Linked DNA regions of Mus musculus: region 1 is linked to region 2. Evidence: chromatin contacts called from public HiChIP or PLAC-seq data. All regions are on one chromosome and are shown on one strand. Each heading gives the region's core, a stretch centred on a gene start, on an enhancer-like site or on the middle of the called end of the contact. The rest is flanking DNA. Distances are from core to core; before and after follow the strand shown.

Region 1 (3,457 bases), core at 351-2,850, 65 kb after region 2:
TACCTATTTGGTCTCCACAGCCTTGTCCTCTGACTTCAGCCTCCTTTTCAGCAGGGGTGCTGTGTGGCCCAACTGTGAACAAGGATGACAGGCAGCCTGCTGCAAGCAAGTAGAGGGAAGAGGGCAAAGGGAAGGAAAGGCACGCCAGAGGGAGCATTTGAACCCCGCCCGGCCTTCTGCCACCAATGAGTGGCCCCAGCCATTCTGCAGTCCTAAAAGCTCATGGTAGGGATGGTCCAGGGAGAAGCAATGATTACATCTGTCACAATTAGAAAGAGCAGAGAGCTGGCTCTGCTGATTGGCTGAAATCATGCAGACCCATCTGCCCCAAGACTGCGTATTATGAAGAGAGAGCCAGAGCCAGTAGAAGAGAGTGAGAGAACAGGAGAGAACACACAGGAGAGCTAGAAGGCTCCTAACTACTAATTTTATAGAGGACCTGGACCTATTTCCTGGGTGTCCTGGGCTAGGACATGATCCATTTGTCCCCAGGTAGAAGGCAACACAAGGCTGAGTGGTTTGTTTATTTGCTTATTTATTTATATGTATAAAAATACAAATTTCTAAAATTTTACTTATTTAAAGTATGAGTGCTCTACTGCATAAACATCTGTCATCTGAAGAGGGCATCAGATCCCCCTATAGATGGTTGTGAGCCACCATGTGGTTGCTGGGAATTGAACTCAGGACCTCTGAAAGAACAGTCAGTGCTCTTAATGGCTGAGCCATCTCTCCAGTCCTGTTTTGTTGTTTTTGTTTTTATTTTTGTTTTGTTTTTTTTGAGACAGCTTTAACTACATATCCCTGACTGCCTTGAGTTCCCTATGTAGACCAGGCAGATCTCAAACTTACAGAGATCCATGTGCCTCTGCCTACCAAGTGCTGGGACTGAAGGCTTGTGCCACCATATCCAGCCAAGTTAGAGTTTTAAAGTCATAATACCAAAGATCAGAGTATCCCTCTGCTTTCTTTTATAATTGAAGAACAGAGATTTCAGACAGCCACACTGTAGACACAGTAAGCACCGAGACTATACCTGTGGCTGAAATCCTTAGTAAACAGGGTTCTGTGTGAAGCAAGCCTCTGCAAGCACCTATGGAACAGCAGCTTCCTGCTCCTGGGTTTGGAGGCTAATAGGGAGATCTGGTTTACATTTTGATTTAGTGGATACAAGTCATCCATCAAACGGCTGCACTCTCGCCTGTCTCCAGTGGAGGTTGAGAAGATGCTGTTTCTGAGAAAACCTCATCAACAGGTCTTCCTTCCACTTAACTTCATGACAGGAAACGGGGCATTTCAAGTTGTGTTTCTCAGTTTTGAGAATAGGGTCACATAAGGAGAGCCAGATGCAGATACTTACATCCAACCAGTGGAGAGAAGCTGGGGACCCCTGTGGATGAATTAGGGAAAGGCTGGAAGAAGCTGAGGAGGAGCTCATAGGAAGACCAGAAATCTCAACTAATCTCTCAGACACTGAGCCACCAATCAGGCAGCATACACCAGCTGCTATGACGCTCCCCACATTACAGTTGAGGACTGCCTGGTCTGGCCTCAGTGAGAGAAGAAGCACCTAACCCTGGAGAGACTTAAGGCCCCGGGGGGCGGGAAGAGGGTTGGGAGGGAAGAATGGGATGGACTGTCAGAGGGTGGACCTGGAGGAGAATCACAACTGGTCTGTAAAAAAAAAAAAAAAAAAAAAAAAAAAAAGACTGGATGATGATGATGATGATACCAAACCAAACCAAAACCAAAACAAAAACAAAAACAAACACTCTCTGAATTACACAGAGCAGCTTGTAAGTGAAGGAAAATGAGATTTTGTAACTTGTGATTCATGTAAAAAAAAGTTGTCTATGATCCCACGGCCTGGAGCCGAGAACGAAGCAGAACAGGCCCAGGCATGAATGTCAGGGCAAGGCTGTTGTTAAGACATTCCTAAGAACAGCTTGACCTTAAAGATGAAAAGGAATGCAAGGACACAAGCAGGGCTATCTTGTCTGAGTCAACACCATATGGCCGGAACCTCCCCTCTGTCTATTGCCCCTTGCTGGGTAAAGTCATACATCAACTGGTTGCTATGTGAACAAAGATAAGCCCCCAGCCCACAGGAACAAAGTCGTGATGCCCTTTTGCTAACATGTAATCTTTCTGTTAATGTTTGAATGAGTCAATCCCATACCTTTGTTGAAATTCCTCGCACCCCTATCCCTTTTTCTTCCATAAAAACCCCTAGCTCTCGAGACTCCCCTGCCTCCTGTGTGAGGTATGGGTCGGCCCAGAGCTCTGCCAATAAACACCCTCATGTGTATTGCATCAAGAAGGATTCTTGTGTGTTCGTGGGTGCACCCTGTCCCTGGACTAGAGTAGGGGTCCCCATATCGGGGGTCCTACATAAGCACGGTTTGAACAAAACACAAGCTTAGAGGGTTGTTTCTCAAGTCCTGTAGAGGAAATTAGAAAGCCGATACCTTATACAGATGTTGGATTTCAATTGTGTTCATCTGATTTGTTGGCTCATCCTGCATGAAATTCCCTTTTGACGGTTTCTCAGGATCCCCAATATTCAAAAGTGGCGGTATCTCTGGAACGGGCTTCTGCACGAGAAGTTAACTTACACACTAACTGTTCATGTGATCTTTCTCTTCCAGGAGATACATTTTGGTGAATTAGACCCCTGCCCCATAGGCAGTTTATTTGCTGAACCAATTATTTCATGGCACCTGGAGAAATTAACCAGCACGATGATGGATTCACTCCAGATTGTCTATAATCCCTGATGGATTCACTCTAGATCATCTATAATCCCTGGCAGGCCCTCAGAGAGGAGCTAAGGAAACAGCTGTATTTCCAGCCTCTTGACTCCACTTGGAAAGCCACCTTACCAGTAGTCTTGGGGGAGTGACCTGGATGGGGATGCTGGTGTAGTATTTACCTGCTTCTCCATACTCTCAGAAAGAAGGCAGAGCAGATGCTGCAGAGGGTCCTCACTAGGCCCATAGGCAAACATCTCCAGGCCACCGGGCGAGGCGAAGCTAAGCACAAGGAGCTCATATTTGTAAGAAAAAGTAGTCTGTGGATTTCTGGGGTTGTCTAGAAAAGCTGTGGCACTGCTATTGGCACATTGCCGTGATCACAGAGGCCTCAGTGGAGAAACGGGATGTGAGAACTCTAGCAGATTGGGTTCTGATGTTAGCAAGGGGGTGAGTTCTGTAGGATGACGCAGGGCCTGGGATTCAACAGGCATACACTGGACGAAATGATCCTCCTTGTTTCATCCTCGAGTCCAGTGCGTCCAGTGCGTCAGATGTGGGGTAGGTTCAGAGAAACCGAGACTCACTGGTAATTATGCTCCGCTGCCAACTACAGGGTGATAGTTAGGTGAATCGAGGGTACAGACTTACTGGTGTCCGAGATCTTAATTAGTACATTATTGGGAGACAGAGGAACGTAGATGACA
Region 2 (3,334 bases), core at 42-2,541:
CTCAAATTAGCAGGCCGTTCTGTAGAACATGGAGGCCAGATCCATCCCAGAGCAGCTCTCAGCTTGGCAGATGGTGAGAGCTCCCCAGTCCCCAAACAGAGGGGTCTTCCACACTCAGCTTACAGTGCAAAATCACCCCTTCCTAGCACCGTGGACCCTTTAATACACTCAGTTCCTCATGCTGCAGTGACCCCCAACCATAAAATACCTTCATTGCTACTTCATAACTGTAATTTTGCTACGGTTATGAATCTTAATGTAAATATCTGATATGCAGGATGTCTGATCTGCAACTCCTGTGAAAAGGTCGTGTGACCCCCCCAATGGAGTCGCGCCCACATGTTGAGAACTCAGGCACACAGCAACTGGACCCAGACATGCTCTTCAGATGAGCTCTTCTCCTCCACAGTGGGTTGTTCCAATATTTACTTCAGCAATTCATTCTTCATTCAACGCCTATGGCTTTTTTCCCTATTTCACAAAGGGCCCCCACATTACCCCCCCCCCCCAAGGTCCTGCCTTCCTACTTATAAATGCGCCTATCTTTCTACCTATTTTTCCTCCTCACACTGAGGCAAAAGTGGCTGACCTCGGGCTTTCCATCAGGAGGTCTCTAAGAGACTGTCCACTCCCAAACTCTTCACCTGAGTCTTATTGGAAACCAAATTTACAGCAAAGGCCAAATGTATACCCAGAGAGCTATAATTCCCAAACATTCTAAGAATATTATCATAACAGTTTCTTGACTCGTGTGCTCTAGAGCATGTCTGGAAGTGTTTAACCACTCTAACAAGTGAAATCGCACCCCCAGGTCGTGAGACGTTTTCACGGGGCAGATCCTGTGGCCTCAGCCAACCCTCAGGTGATCAAGCCGCCCACAAGAGTCCGGACAGGGCCTGAGATCGCTCTATATCGTGTGGATTGCCCACGACTTCACAGATAAGTAAAATCGTAGTTTGCTAAGTAGAGAACCTAAATAGCCCTGGGGTAACAGGAGAGGCATAGGCGCCGGGCGGGCATTTAAACCGCGCGGGCGGGCTCGCAGTCGGGGATACGTGCCTACCCCGTGCTTTGGGGGATGCGACGCGCACTCCCGGGTCACAGGGGCCCGAGTCCATGCTCCTCCGGCCTCCGTTCCGTATGACCTATCGCCTACCCGGCTCCCGCCAGCACTCACCACCGCCGCTCCCCATCGCCGAGCTCCCTCCACTGCCGCTTTAGACCGCTCTCAAGCGCGCCCGCGCCTGGGGCAAGTGCACGGAGCGCCTCACGCAGGCGCGGGCCCCACCCCCGCCCCGTTTTCAAACGCGCCGGGAGCTCCTACTGGTAGGACCACAGAGTTACGCCCCCCAGATCACTAGCCTCTCCTGCCCCGCAGGCTCTGGGCATTTGTGATTGGCTACACCAGGACGCGAATTCAAACGCTGGCTGTCTATTGGCTTATCGCTCGTGGTTGACCCGCCTTCTCCGCTGGGCGGGGGACGGAGGAGTTCAGCTGGCGCCGGCGGGCTATCCTAAAAAGCCCGCCCGGAGGCAGAGAGGGCTGGTCTTCTCCCTCCAAGACTTGTCCTACCGTCCGGAGTTGGTCGTGGCTTACTACCTGTCCCTCCCACGCGAGCTTCCGGCCGAGGAGACTGCATTTGGAGGCGCCAACTCCAACACTGATGTGGAAATTGCAGAAGCTGGGCTCCGATGCCGGGCAGCCACAGCCACAGTCACAGTCTGCTGAGCGATGTGTTCACTCGAGTACATGTTCCGTATTCTCATGAGATGATCTGTCGAGAAAAGACAAGTGGTCTCTTGAGGGTGGAGAGCGAGGAATAGGCCCAGGCTTATCCCCACAGCTTGGGTCAGCCTTCATCCCCTCCCCGAAGCCAGCATGCTCACTGTATCTGACCTGTGCTGGAAGCTGGATAGCAAGACCTCTAGTGGGTCTGAGACAGTTAATAGGGAATGGCTGTTCACAGCACAGAATATTAGAGAACCCTAGAGCAAGACTTGGGATTTGCTCCCCATTGCTGCTGATCTCCATGGGGAACCCTCACACTGTCTCTTTTCCGGAAGACTATACTGTTTTCCAATTTGTTACTTTTTCTTTTCTTCGAGACAGGGTTTCTCTGTGTAGCCCTGGCTGACCTGCAACTCACTCTGTAGACCAGGCTGGCCTTGAACTCAGAAATCCGCCTGCCTCTGCCTCCCGAGTGCTGTGATTAAAGGCATGTGGCACCACCACCCAGCTACTTTGTTACTTTTTTATCTTCCTCCTTTTGTACTTTGTTACTTGGGACAGAAGTGCTGTTTTCAGAATTTGCTTTTGGTAGCCTCTGGAAGGTATTAAAAAAACTAAATCTAACAATGAGCAAACCCGCTGTCCATCACATTTCAGAATACATAACAATCTATCTGGTCCCCTGGTTAATCAGAGTTACAAAGTCATCAGTTGATCAGTTGTCTTTTTTTTTTTTTTTGCTCTACCTTGTTTTGTATCCTACTCAATTTCAGTTTCTATTATTTATTGGAGGCGGGTTTTGTTGGTTTTGATAAAGGGTCTCCCAATGCCCTTCAGCTAACAACCTGACACTGCTTAGAGTCATCTGAGGGAGACTCAGTTATGTGATTGCCCATATCAGACTGGTCTGTGGCCATGTCTGTGAGGGATTGGTATGATTGATGACTGAGAGGGTTCAGCCTCTCACCACCTCTGGTGGTGCCATCCCTAGGTAGGTGTGTCTAGGCTATATAAGAAAGCTAGCTGAGCATCAGCCAGACAGCACTGGTCCATGGTCCTGCCTTGGTTGAGCTCCGGCTCTGACTTCCTTCAATGATGGGTTGTGACCTAGAAGTGTAAGACAAATAAATTGTTTTTGGTCCTGTTGTTTGTTAGAACAGAAAGCAAACTAGAAAACCCCACGAAGCCCAGGCTGACCTATAACGTGAGGTCTGTCCTGCTCCAGCTTCCTGACTGTTGGCTTATAGTTAGGTACCACTTCTGTCACGTTTGAATATGTTTGGCCCAGGGAGTGGCACTATTAGAAAGTGTGTTCCTGTTGTAGTCGGTGTGTCACTGTGGTATGGGCTTTAAGACCCCCATCCTAGCTTCCTGGAAGCCAGTGCTAGCAGAATACTGATACAGATGAAGATGTAGAACTCTCAGCTCCTCCTGCACCATGCCTGCCTGGATGCTACCATGTTCCCGTCTTGATGATAATGGACTGAACCTCTGAATCTGTAAGCCAGCCCCAATTAAATGTCCCTATAAGAGTTGTGCTGGTTATGGCATCTGTTCATAGCAGTAAAACCCTAACTAAGACAACTTCACTTGGCCAAAATATTT

What was found. HiChIP or PLAC-seq counts read pairs in DNA pulled down with a chosen protein or histone mark.
Region 1: an H3K27ac HiChIP or PLAC-seq map of trophoblast stem cells shows a contact between it and region 2, with 11 read pairs. The contact joins the enhancer-like site here to the promoter of Ccnf in region 2. A contact is called at or near these places in 2 of 39 promoter capture datasets (the HPC-7 cell line and liver), 1 of 15 datasets of contacts at CTCF or cohesin (the NIH/3T3 cell line), 6 of 484 Hi-C or Micro-C datasets (the AML12 cell line, LSK cells, bone marrow-derived DN3 thymocytes and 3 more), 7 of 115 datasets of contacts at active chromatin or transcription factors (the HPC-7 cell line, the SCID.adh cell line, bone marrow-derived macrophages and 3 more) and 3 of 9 other capture datasets (adipose tissue, liver and pancreatic islet).

Annotation. Positions count from the first base shown.
Region 1 is chr17:24,314,646-24,318,102 of GRCm38.p6, forward strand. Abca17 (ATP-binding cassette, sub-family A (ABC1), member 17) reads right to left here. Exons shown (of 31, transcript NM_001031621.3): 11 at 2,469-2,594. Among named protein-coding and RNA genes, the nearest start is that of Abca17, 35 kb to the right of the region's middle. Within about 2 kb of position 1,601, at least 12 of the 459 cell types and tissues checked have an H3K27ac peak or open chromatin away from gene starts, as enhancers often do. A contact at or near this core is called in trophoblast stem cells, where this site is marked.
Region 2 is chr17:24,250,118-24,253,451 of GRCm38.p6, forward strand. Ccnf (cyclin F) reads right to left here and starts at 1,292. Exons shown (of 17, transcript NM_007634.4): 1 at 1,178-1,292. The coding sequence starts at 1,193.